2 separate regions of the Callithrix jacchus genome follow, and region 1 is linked to region 2. A link is a contact called in public Hi-C data. All regions are on one chromosome and are shown on one strand. Each heading gives the region's core, a stretch centred on a gene start, on an enhancer-like site or on the middle of the called end of the contact. The rest is flanking DNA. Distances are from core to core; before and after follow the strand shown. Region 1 holds the start of FAM124A (family with sequence similarity 124 member A). Region 2 overlaps FAM124A (family with sequence similarity 124 member A).

The links. Hi-C and Micro-C count contacts between places; a contact is called where the count stands out from the background.
Region 1: a contact with region 2 is called in a Hi-C map of induced pluripotent stem cells, with 1.8 times the contacts expected there. The contact joins the promoter of FAM124A here to the enhancer-like site in region 2. A contact is called at or near these places in 3 of 3 Hi-C or Micro-C datasets (induced pluripotent stem cells and skeletal muscle).

What each region holds. Positions count from the first base shown.
Region 1 is chr1:64,724,591-64,731,197 of calJac240_pri, reverse strand. FAM124A (family with sequence similarity 124 member A) reads left to right here and starts at 1,989. Exons shown (of 4, transcript XM_035297705.3): 1 at 1,989-2,194. The coding sequence starts at 2,127.
Region 2 is chr1:64,685,514-64,692,231 of calJac240_pri, reverse strand. The region is part of intron 3 of FAM124A (family with sequence similarity 124 member A); the gene reads left to right. Among named protein-coding and RNA genes, the nearest start is that of FAM124A, 40 kb to the left of the region's middle. Within about 2 kb of position 4,066, at least 3 of the 16 cell types and tissues checked have an H3K27ac peak or open chromatin away from gene starts, as enhancers often do. A contact at or near this core is called in skeletal muscle, where this site is marked.

The sequences.
Region 1 (6,607 bases), core at 740-3,239, 41 kb before region 2:
CATTGCTCCAGGGGCCATTCCAGGTGTTAGGGACACAGCAAGAACAAAAAGCACTCTGTCTCTGCTCTGATGAATCTGACATTAGGGGTAGGGGTGGGAAGGAAAGAGCAGGTGACTAGTAAATAAATCTATCATCTGCCAGCTCCTGGTAGAGTGCTAAGAAATAGAATTGGGATAGGCCTCACATGGTGGCTCATGCCTATAATCCCAGCCCTTTGGGAGGCTGAGGCAGGTAGATCATGAGGTCAGGAGTTTGAGATCAACCTGGCCAACATGATGAAACGCTGTCTCTACTAAAAACACAAAAATTAGCTGGGCATGGTTGTGTGTGCCTTTAATCCCAGCTACTCAGGAGGCTGAGGCAGGAGGATTGTTTGAACCTGGGAGGTGGAGGTTGCAGTGAGCGAAGATCACACCACTGCACTCCGGCCTGGGTGACAGAGCAAAACTCTGTGTCGAAAAAAAAAAAGAAAGAAAGAAAGAAAAGAAAAGAAATAGAGTCGAGTAAGAGGATACTGTGATGTAGGATTAGCCAGGGAGGCCTCCCTGATGAGGGGCCATTTGAACCGAGAACAGAAGGAAATGTGGAGGGAGTCTTGCAGAAAATCTGGGAGAAAATATCCCAGAAAGAAGGAACAGGAAGTGCAAAGGCCCTGAGGCAGAAGAGGGCTCATGTATCCCTTCCTAAGAGAGCTTTCCCTGCTCTCTCACAATTTGAATTATGTTCTTTCTTTCTTGGGCACATATTCTTTTCCTCCATGGTGGTTTGTCTCCATTTTATTATACACATATAATAATAATAAATATATACACACACATATGCACAGAATTGTTTAATTCTCTCTCCTCTGGAATGTAAGAGCCATGAAGGCAAGGATCGCACCTGTTGCTGTTTTCTCTCATTTGTATATGCAGAGTTCACCCTCCCGTTTGGCATTTAGTTACTGAATGAATCAGTACATTAAAAATGGATCATTAATGGCATTGTGCAATATATCACTCACGATGTTCCTCTCCCCACTTGAGAATTTTCTTTTAGAAATCAGTGGATGGGCAGAGAAATCTCCCCTGAAGAACTGGCACGCTTCTTTCTTTCAGCTAATGAGCACAAATATGCCCATTGTCGTTTGGGGTGCAAGGAATTTTAGGCTCAGTAAGGACAGTTCCTCCCAATGGCTTGGACAGGGCTGTCAGAACTAAATTCAAGTTGTTCAGATTCTCCTCCTGCCACCCCTGCAACTTGCCTCCCTCTTTACCCTCCTAATAGGAGGTGAGCCCTTCCAATCACGATCATTAACTGACCCTGAGGTTATCCCCTTGCTGCAGCAATCCGTGAATTGCAAGTTCATTCAATGCTCTTTAGATTATTTTTAAAGGCATTTTTTTTTTTTTTTTTAAGTAGCAAAAGAACGCATGACACCTACTGTAAACCGGCAAGTAGGGTGGTGGGATGCCACTCAGTCCTGTGCTGAGAAAGGTGATAATGAATTTGGTGTCGGCAATTCTTCAGAAACTGTAAGAAAACGCCCAGGTGTTCAAAGTGGTCCCAAAAAGGAAACAAATCGTTCCAGCTTTCACGATGCCTGGGGTTGATTTTCTCAATGCTCCTCCCAGATCAGGAGCTGGGGAACCTCGGGGCAAGCCCTGGGGCTAGGGATTCCTGGACTGTGGGACTGGGCCAGAGAAGAGGCTCTCGTGTGCACAATCACCCCGCCCCCCACAACACACACGCGGTCAGCACAGCCACAGGCGCGTGGAAGCGTGAGTGCACATCGGACCACATCCACAGATGCACGCGACATCACACACCTCGGCCACTCACGCGCACACGCTATCCCCCTCCCCGCGCTCGCACACCGCTCGCGCGCACCCGCACACCGCTCGCGCGCACCCGCGGGTCCCGCCGGGCGGCGAGGGGCGGGGCGGGCGCGGCCGCGGGTGCCCCGCCAGGCGCTGCCGGGAGAGGGCGCGGCGCGGGGTTCGCGGCTGTCTTTCGAGTTGTTTGCTGGCTCCCCGGCAGCTAGACGCTCGGAGGGAACCCGGCCGGCTAGTGCTGGGCGGCCGGGAGGGAGCGCGCCCCGGGTCACTACGGCGCTCGCGACCCGAGCGCGGCCGGGACGGGCATCATGGACCCGAAGGCGGGCGGCGGCGGCGAGGAGGACGACTGCGTGGACTCGGGCGCGGAGACTGGAGGGTGAGCCGCGCGGGGCCGGGCCGCGAGCGGGGGGCGCTCTCCGAGTTACACGGCGGCTCCTCCCCAGCCGAGGACCCTCTAGATCCCCGCGGCGGGATGGCATGTGGGGCTTCCCCTCCTGTGGGATTCCCCCGTTCCCTCCTGGACTGGCCGAGCGATCCCTGGCTGCCCCGAGTGGAGCGGGGCGGGGCGGGCCCCACCTTAGGGGAGGAAAGTGAGGAGACTCAAGGTTCAGGGGCAAGCCCAGCCATCCCGTGAGGCGATGCGGAGCGCCTGGTGGATGCAACGACCCCTTTTCAGCATCAATAGGGTCAGGAAATGCTCTTGCACTTGTTTCCTCCCCACCTCGGGGACTTTCCTCCTGTAGCTCCGGAGCCCCCTGGAGTCGGGCCCTGGAGATGGGGAGAGGAGGAAAAGCAAGGTAGGACACCCGCACCTAAAAGTCTTTCCGAAGTCGGCTAGGAGGATGGCATTTCTCGTTTTATGGCTTTATCGTGGGACTTTAATCTGTGCTGCCGAGTCCCCCTCCTCGACTGCTCCAGTCCCGCCGAACTTCCTCACCTCTAAGTGCACCTGTCCCAGCCCGAACCGCTGGCCTGTGGTACCGGCGGGATGGAGATGGTGTTAGGATTTGGCACCGATTTTTTTTTTTTAATATTCTCTTCGATTCAGCGGACTCAAACAATGAACTCAAACCTTTGGAGACGAATTAGTTCTCTCTCAACAACACTGTTTTCCTGAGCTGAACAAAAGACAAATGCCTTTTAGGAGATGAATGTCGTTAGAAAGGCTTCCAGGCAGCCCCTATCTCTAGAGGACTTTCCGGTGCAGAGTCAGCACCACATCCAGGCCGCGGGTCCTGACCCCGGAGGAAAGGGTGTCTTTTCCTATTTGGAGTAATCCTGGGGGAGGGCAGGAGCTGCCCAGACTACAGAAAGCCTCATTCCTGGAAGGTCGGAGAGGTTTTAGACTAATCTCAGGATTTGGCAACCCTGTGAGGGCAGGTAGAGAATCCAGGCCCACGATCAATCCAGAGTTCTAACCCAACCCCTGGGAAGCTCCCCATACAGCCCCTCCTGCCCCACCACTCCTAGCCCAAATGTGGGACTTTACTCTCTAGGGCATTCACCCAGAAATGGGCTTTCTCTGTTATCCAAGCTCATCCATAGTTCTCTACAGCACCCAATTATAATCTGGTGGAGTAACCTGATGCTAAATGCTAAACTCCCTTGCTTCTTCCCACACTTTGTGTAAGTGGCATTTATCAACTTTAATTGAAGATTCTTGGCTTTTTCTTCCTGCCACTAGTTAGCTGGACCATGAATAGAAGAAACAAAGCAAAATTAACCAGCTCATTTGTAGCTGTGTTAAAGCGTTCATTAGTCTGCTCATTTTCAATTTGCAGAGCTCACCTAAAACTGATATCTTTTTCAAGGGCTCTGTCTTAGAGAAGGGAGAGGAAGTCCTGACTCAGGGGGTGACGTGGCCCCAGGATCTGGACATCAGCATGACAGCTGCCAGGCCTCCTGGGAGGGGCTCACCAGCCCTGCTGACACCAGAGCTTCTGTTCTCAGTCTCTGTCACTAAAATGTGTAGTTGTAGCAGGACAGAATTGTTTAAAGAATTCTTATTGTATCACTACCATCTTTAAAGGAAAAATAGCATGCATTTAAATAAAATCGTTTCAATATATGCTTATTAGTCTTATTTGCCATCTATTCATAGGGCCCTTGAATTTCAATTATCAGAAAGCTGTTCATCGTTTTCTTTTCTGGAGCTTGCCCTGCATCCTTTACCTATCCAGCTTTCACAGAGATTGTGTAGAAAGCACATAGAATGCACTCAATAAGTGTTTGCCGTCGTTAGTTATTGTTTGTTGTGTTTTTGTTTTTTTTTTTTGAGACGGAGTTTTGCTCTTGTTGGCCAGGCTGGAGTGCAATGGCATGATCTCGGCTCACCACAATGTCTGCCTCCTGGGTTCAAGTGATTCTCCTGCCTCAGCCTCCTGAGTAGCTGGGGTTACAGGCAAGCACCACCATGCCCGGCTAATTTTGGATTTTTAATAGAGATGGGGTTTCTCCATTTGGTCAGACTGGTCTCAAACTGGTGTGAGCCACCTCACTTGGCCTATCATTTTTTAAAATGTACATCTGCTCATGTCTCTCTCCTTTTCAAACTTTTATGGCTCTGTCATCTACAAATGCAAGGAATTTAACATGTATATCCCAACTCCTGATACGGAGTCCCTTCTTCCCTCCCTGGCCTTGTTTCTCAGCAGGTCCTTCTTTGCGCCTTGTATCTAGCCACATCCAACAAGTTTTTCTATAGCCTTGCCTTTGTCAAGCTGCCCTCTTTGCCAGCTCTGCCCTTTCCACCTGGCATGCCTGTCTGCCAGGTGAAACTCTACTCTTCTTTCAAGACTCAGCTCAAGTGACACATCTGCTAAGGCAGTGATCCTTAATTTGGGGTCCATGAATTGCTTCAAGTTGTATGCAAAATGATGTGCCTGTGAATTTGTATGAGAAGACAACTAATTTTTTTTTATCAGATTCTCAAAGTAGCTGGTGATCTCTTCCAAACCAAGTTTGGCAAGATATGAGACATTTCATTTTCAGCACACTGTGTGTGTCTGAAGTGTTGTGAGACATCCAAGTAAAGATGATGAGTCAGCAGTTCGATATATCTGTCTGGAACTCAGAAGGGAGGTCTATATGACATTGCATTTGGAAACTACCTAAAAATGGCAATGGAAGCCCTGGGAGAGATTAAATCAACTGAAGTTAATAGCAAGCACGTGCTTAGCATTTACTCTGTCGCCTACTGTTCTAAGCCTTTATATATGGACCTCTCAAATCCTGCAACAACTCTGTGCAGCAGGTGCTCTTTAAGACCAGCCTTGAGAAACTACAACATTTAAATGGCCAGTCAATGATAATGAGCTGATAAAGGAGCCTAAGAAAGAGTAGACATGGAGTCAAAGAAAGAAGAATATATAAATCACTGAAGCCAAGGGAGGTCCGAGTTTTTGAGAAAGGAAGGAGAGATCAGCTATGCTACTGAGAAACTAACGAAGATGAGGAACATGAAGTGTATTTTAATGGAGATGATGAAGTGAAGGAAGAGTGATATTTGATAGTAGGGTGGTGGAGGCAGGAGTCAGATTAGAGTGGCTCTAGAAGGCAGTAGAAGGTGAAGAGAAGACAGATATTCCTTTGTTTGGAAAAAAAGAGGCAAAAATAGGCAGTAGCTAAAGGGGAGAGTGGGGTGAGGAAAGATTTCCTAAACACATGCACTAATTGAGCAATCAGTGTGATAGAAGGGATTCTATAGAAAGGGAAAGGAGGAGTAAAGATGATAAGCTGTAGTGTTGGCTGGCTGGCTGGCTGGCTTGTTAACCAGACAGGGTCTCTCTGTCACCCAGGCTGGAGTGCATTGGTGCAATCATGGCTCACTGCAACCTCAAACTCCAGGACTCAAGTGATCCTCCTGCCTCAGCCTCCTGAGTAGCTGGGATTACAGACCTGAGCCACCGACACCATGCCCAGCTAATTTTTTTTTTAATTTTTATAAACACAAGGTCCTGCTATGTTTTTCAGAAACTGTTTTAAACTCCTGGCCTCAAGCAATCCTTCCACCTTGGCCTCCCAAAGTACTAGGATGACAGATGTGAGCCACTGCTTCTGGCCCTGTAGTGTCAGTATTCTGAAAAAGTGGACTTCACAAAGGGGAATGGATGGCTTTAGGTAGGAGGCAGGACATCCCCTCCTGCAATTAGAAGGGCAGACAAGATGGGGTTTCTATTTGGTGTAAATACAGCCCTTCACCATCTGAGGAGAATGGAGATTCAAATAGTTGTTTGGGGCAATGTTGAATGGGTGCCCAGCTGAGATTTGCAATTATGTATTTACAGAGGTACAAGTTCCCTTTGTTATTTATTTTCCTGCAGCAATGCTCAACACCTAGGGTCAGGCAGAGAGAGATGGTGGGTAGTTAGGTTTATCAGAGTTTGGGGGAAGGGTGTGTGAACAAAACATCGAAACAAGGGCTTTCAGGGTATTGCTTAAGCTGATTATCCATCCGTTCAGCAGCATGAAGGAAGAAACAGTTCCGAGAAACTTCGTGAGTCCCACTGCCGGTGGGCAGGCCGGGCTGGTCCCTTTGAAAGTTACAGTCACAAGAGCCAGCCCTCTGGCATTCAAATTCTTGCTCCTCCACTTAGGGACCATGAAACCTTGATCCAGTGACTTAACCTCTCTCTGCTCTCAGTTTCCTCCTCTGTACAATGGGAATGATGATAGTAGTACCTACCTCCTAGGGTTGGTGTGAGGATTAAATGAGCCTATATATTTAAAGCCCCTAGAACTGTGCCTGTTCAGTGTCTAGAACCCTCAGTACATGATTATGTCTCACCAT
Region 2 (6,718 bases), core at 2,817-5,316:
AATCAGAACGAAAAATGAAATTTTCATTATTTGACTAAAAAAAAAAATCCAGATCTGAAAACAAACTTTTCTAAATACTGAATCTCATTAGGTTTCTTTTAGGAGAATCATTCAAAATAACAGTACGTGGCCTTCTACTCTGACCTTTGGAAAGTGCATGAATGTTTTTATGTGACCAGGGACAAAGTCGAGAGTGGCTGATGCTTTAGCGGCTATACTCATCGGTGCCCCAGGCCAGCGCTGCTGACTTGCTTGCTCTGGAATGGTTTTCATGCCCATGACTGCTATTGTCCAACTTTGGAAGAGGAAATAAATTAGAATTGGCATTAAATAAAACATAGTGACTGGATGAGAGCAGCCACTTGGGTTGAACCCCCAAGGTGCCCCCTCTCCCCGCCATCTGTCCATGATCCCATTATCCTATGAGATTCCTCAGGACCTGACCCTTCACCTTCTATATCCTCAGAAACTCAAGCCGTGCCTGTCTGTCAGTCCCTCTGTATCAGTGCCTCCTCAGTAGCCTGTGCTTTGAGATATCTCTCAACTGAAACTTAAGAAAGCTTCAAAAATTACATATCCCTGCCAGATGCAGTGGCATACACCTGTAGTCCCAGTAACGTGGGAGGCTGAGGCAGGAGGATCACTTGCACCCAGGAGTTTCAGGCTGCAGTGCTCTATGATTGCATCTGTGAATAGCCACTGCACTCCAGCCTGGACAATACAGCAAGACTCTGTCTCTTTAAAAAAAAAAACAAAAAATTGCATACATTGTTTATCTTCCACAGCAGTGGCTTCCATTTATTTATAATTTGAGTTTTTACATTGTATGGGTTTATAATAGCTGTACATATTTTCAAAGTACTTGTGGTCACCTGATACACTCATTTAACCAAATCAGAGTGAGATGTCCATCACATTTATTAAGTATATATTTGCACCTGTCATGGTTCAGACATTGTGTATATATCATCTTCAAGCCTCGATGCTAAAAACCATTTATCCTGTTTTGTGTATTAGTAAAATAATGATCCAAAGACTGGTCTTTGTGCCAAGGTTTGCATTTGTATCCTGTCTTTTCCAAATGCTAGCTTTACAACCCTGGGCAAGTTACTTTCCCCTTCTGCCTCTATTTCTTCATCTGTAAAATGGGGATAATATGAGTAAGCCCCTCACAGGATGGCTGTGCCAGTCAGGGCACACTCAGAGGCTTAGGAATGATCTAGCCTAGGGAGAGCACACAGCTGGGGGAGCTGGTGGAGGAGACTCTTAGTGTTGGGGCTGAGATCTTCCCAGATCAGCTTGTCCCAAATGGGAAAGAAGGCTGGTGGAAAGTCGGGGAGATCAGGGATGTGCTGGAACCCATGCCTGTCTCTCACTTCCTCAACTTCTGTGACATGGTGACCTGAGGAGGAGCTGGTACCCTTTGCCATAGTCCTAAAACACACCAGCCCAGGACCAGATGAAGCTATAAATGGCAATCTGGTGAAAGCTGGAGGAGCTGCAGGCCTGGGAACACTGAGCCAGCTGACTGGGGACAGCCCTGCTGTAACCTTCAGAGCATGAAGAAATGGCCACTTGTGCATTTACACCTCATACCCAACCCTATACAATGCTACAGGGCAGGGACTTCTGGGTAGTTCCTGTGTGCCTAAGTCAACACAGTCAAGGCCACATTGTTATGGGATGAAAAGAGCAAAATATAGGGAAAGAATTTAGAATGGTAAATCCTGGCACACAGTAAGGACTATTAAGAATTAGCTGCTGCTGTTATAATCACCACCACCGCCACTGCCACCACCACCATCATCATCAGAGCACATAAACCATTAAGGATTCAAATGCTCAGAGGTGGCTCACCGTTAGCTGAATTTGTTGGCTGCCCAGAGCCTACCCAACATCAAGGGCCTCCTTTCAGACCACAAAAAAAAAAAAAAAAATCACCTTCCTGACAGATAGGAATTCAAGATGCTTGGTTGGCTGATGGAAACATGCGCCCATCTCAGTCACATGTGGGATTTATAGAAATCATTTTAGAAGATGCCACAAATTACTTTCAAGTGGCTCACCAAAAAACTATACAGATTATATTACATATTCTCATACATATATGTATACCTGTAGAGATGATAATATATATACATATGTCGATTTTAAAAATAAAATAAGTGGTAGGTATAGGGATGTTGTTTAACACTTGGATATTTGAAAGTTTTATAATAAACATTGGAGAAAAGTGCACACATTCTTGGCCATTTTTAGGGAATGGTTTTGGGGGGCGTTCACTAGTGGAGGCCACTAAATGAACATTGCCAGATTTTTTTTTAGAATATGTAGGAGCTATCGGCTAGGTAAAATATAAGACAAACACAGGGTCTCTATACTCCTAAAGTAAGTACCTACGTTGCACTTTTTTCCTTTTTTCTTTGTAAAATAAAATTGTACTTTTAATGTACATTGGTGACCAAGAATCCACTCGTCCAACCCCAAAGCCAAGTCAGTTAGCAGGGACTCAGTAATGCTCTGAAGATGGATCTGCAAGTGTTTGTTTATGGCAGAACGTGACAACTAGATTTTAGAAGGTGATGGGGCCCATTATGAGCCACAGAGACTGATGACTTGTCAGTAACAACACCGCAAGTTTATAGCAATTGTAAAAATGTCTGTAAGTAGAATGGAAGTGGCAAGGGCAGGAAGCTTGCGAATTATCCTGAAAGACAAGGCCACCTACTTGGGAAGGGGGCCTGCCTCCTGCATAGCCATGTTCCTTGGCCTCTGCTCACACAGAGCCCTCGGGTTTCCACCACGCACCACTGCCCTCGTAGTGACACTCAGGACTAAGTCCTGCCACAGCATCTGCTACTGTCATTAACCCTTGTGGCAGTTGTTGGCATCAACAAAGACCTGTTATCTTTAGGTCAGGAGGAATTTATGTCATGCCTAAATTTAACCAGTTGTCCATTCAGCCAATTTATTGGGTGCCTGCTCCGTGCCAGGCTCTGTGAGCTCAGAATACATCAGTAAACAACACAGAAGTCCCTGCCCTCGTGAAATTATATTCTAGCAGGGGCAGGCAGACAATAAACCATTGATGTAATAAAAATTATATAGTGTATCAAGAGAGCCAGTGGGGGGAAATGGGTTCAACCTCCTTTGTAAAATTTATAATAGGAGGCTGATTCTGTTTCTCAAATCACTGTTTATTAAACCTTCAAAGCCTAAGAATTTTTAGTTACTTGAGTCAAGCACTTATTGTCCTCACACATGCTAAGATTCACTAGTAATCCAAACCAAAAACTTCTGGAAGCATGTAGATAAACCTTCTGTGGAAGAAATGACCAGATTTATTTTCAAATGTTTTCCCTTGCTTTTACATTACATATTATACAAAATATACAAAGGAATTAAAAGTCTTTTGAATGTATGTCATTTTAGTCTGATCCTAGTATACTGCTTATCTGAAATACTTGTAGGAAATTGCAGATAGATTTTTCTGGACCTCAAGAGATAATAATAATGTCCTGAAATTGAGAAGCAAAGGAAATGCCTGAACTGTGAGACTGAAGTCACACCTCAATCTTTAGGCTACTGCTATCGGCTCATTTCCTATACATTTCCAAGAAATTAAGTTTTATACATTTCTTGTCACATAGCTTTCATGTAAATAAGATTTTTTCTAAAAGTGTTCTCTTTTTCTGATTCTTTTTGAACAATGTAAATGAGAAATGTAATCTAGCTGTTTTAAGAGAAACAGCTATTCCTGAACCACCTAAGCAATGATCTGAGTATAACGGTTAAGCTACCCTTCTATTAATGTTCAGCACTGGTCAGCTCCATATTGTGGCCAACTAAAATGTTCCCTTTCCAGTACTCCTTTACTGAGAGCCTCCTACCCCATTCACACATAAGTGCCCTGTTAGAACAACCCAGTCCCGCCTCACTAGCTGCAGTCAGTGGATCAATATGTCCCGAGGAACTGGGGATTGGAATTGGGAAAGAAAAGTTGGCTCTTCCATGTAACGCTTGGGGAGTCGTCAGCAGCTGTGTTTTCCACCAGGGACAGAAAGGCATTCTGCTTGAGAGGAAGGCTGCTGACCTGCAGAGGGAAGGCCAGAGAAGAAAAGAACAGGCCCTGTTGCCTCTGAACCCTTGGCTCCACTTATCCACTTATCGTGTGCCCCAGCTGCTTTCCTGCAGTTGTGGGCATCTCCTCAGGTCATTAAATCTCTCTTCTTAATAGTGTGAGTTCTGTCCTTGACAAAACAGTCTCAGGGGACAAAGTCAGTTCTGACCTCTTTCCTTTGAAAGGGCAATGGAAAGGAGTAATGAGAACAGTTGAAGAAATAACAGGACCAACGAGGAAGTTTCCAGAACTTGGTCATTACTGAGTGAAGAAATAATTGTATAACCTTCTCTTAATGTCATATTTTTTAAAAAAACAAAAAGAGGTCTTCAATCTCCTTTTCACTAGAGGAAATGGATGAAAGTCAAAACCCAACTCACACTACTAAGGAGAGGGGAATCCAGTTGGCTCAGTTCAGTCTTTTAGCTGCTTTTCATTAGGTCAGGTGTCTACCCAGGCTCAGTCACTCAGATGGCAGGATCAGGGTCCTGTAGCCTGAACAGGTACAAATGGGACCTCAGGCCTACGCATGGCCACAAGAGGACACCATGTTTTAGGGCCCAGATGCCAATAAAGCAGATTGCTTTCCAAGGTCCGCTGAAGTCTAATGGTGTTGATTCCCAAGTCATGAGGACCTTTAGTGGCTTTCTTTCCTAAACCTGCTGCTCTCTTCAGTTGCCTGGCTAGTTTGGGCTTGCTCCTCTAGTATCATTCTCAAATGGGACATTGCAAACATCTGGGGCTTCCAGGTTCAACCAGCTCCTCTCTTCCATTAACTCAGGAACACCACATTATCAGAGGGCTACAGAGGCAGCAAAGCCTCAAGAGACAGGCAGAATCCAACTGAGATGTAAGCATCTTAGGAGAAACAGAGACGTGCAGAACCAATGAAGCTGTGATATGGAAGTCAGCCACAATCTGAGTCAAGTGCAGAGAGGGGCTGTGTGCACAGCCTCTTCTGTTCTGAATCCCTGTTACAGAAACCATAAAAGAGGCTGCTGTGTGTCCCTCCTTGTTGGGATACCCCCTGGCCAGAATTGCTGTCCGTGTGCAACCTCAGTGAGCTAGGAAAGCAATACCAAACTGTAGGGAATGATATAATTACCTCCTTAATGGACACCTAATCCCAGAAAAATTTAGAATTAATAGAAATAATACAGTAAAAATATATGATGTTAACATTTTGTGGTAGCTGAGAAACAATTTGCTCATGTTTGGTATTTTAAGAATTTGTTGTGTTTTGGAGAATTTGGCCTATTAAGACAAGAGGTCAACCTTGTGATTCCAATTTGAAATGTAGTTTAGAATTGATTTAGATTTGTACTTTTAAGTTGAGGGATATGACAGCAAAGTTTTAGTAAATTTGTAACATTGAAACAGGATCTAATTGTCACCATGTTTATATGTTGAATTCATCAGATTTATAAGAGTCACATGAGTACTTTAAAATTTTATTTATTAATGAGACCAATGAACTACTTAAAAAGAAAATCAATACATTAAACATAAATGAAGTTTAAGATGTTAAAGGAAATTAAGCTACAAAGCCCTTTTAAAAAATAATTGTTAACATTTGCTAGACTTAGTAGAATAAGATTTGTGAGAAGGGAAAATTGAGCTCGAAATTGGTAACTTTAATTAATTAAATGCTAATTTTTAAAAGTTTTTTTGTTTTTTATTTTTTTGTGTGCCCAAAAGCAGATCAGAAAACCTACCTTGATATTCCAGAATTTTATCTGATTATATAAACCTCCACCCTAAGTAACTAATGGAGGGTTAATTTAACCCCAGCCAGGACTACTTCAGGTACAGCTACTGTCCTGGGTGAGTTTAGAATCAGTGAGCAGTTCTGGGGACCGGTTCTCACCCACAGTGTTCCTGAAGATGACCTGTTTACTCTGGGTTCTCCCAGATCCTGTGGACACGGGGTTCTGGGCTGTCTCTCTGAAGGCCCCTTGCAACTCCAGTGTGGGCCCAGTCTGAACCAGAGACCCCAGGCCCAGATCATCCTCTAGCCTTAGGGTTCCCAGCAGATTAGGAGGCTGGTACTTCAGGCAAATAGCCCACTGACTATATATGAGGTTGCTGCCATATCTGAAAATGCAAACTTGACATAACTTGTTCTTTACAATGTATTTTCATCCCATCTTGTCTCTGATGAAGATGCTTATGCTTAGTTAGTGGACATATTCTTTGAACATCTATCAAGTTGCCCCATCTTTAGGTCCTTCTGTTTCTGTATTTGTGTCTTAAATACTAAATGCACTTCAAAGATTGGATTTTTTTTTAAATTTATAATGTTCTTACTTGCTTTTTACCACTCAAGAAAGCCCACACAGAATTCTGGCCAGGAGACCTAAGGATTCCTGCTTTGCAGTTAATAGAATAGCCACAGCAAGTTCTTGACCTGTTCTTGGCATGCATCTTACTAACCCATGGAACTCTGAGATGCTGTCCTAAATTCTATTTGCTGAGAAGAGGTATTGTTAGTACAAGGCTAATCTCAACAACCAACCTTCTCCCGCCTTACGCAGATTTATGGAAAAGATTAGACCTATAGTTACTCTTTAGAATCTACAACGGCCATGACGTATTCTG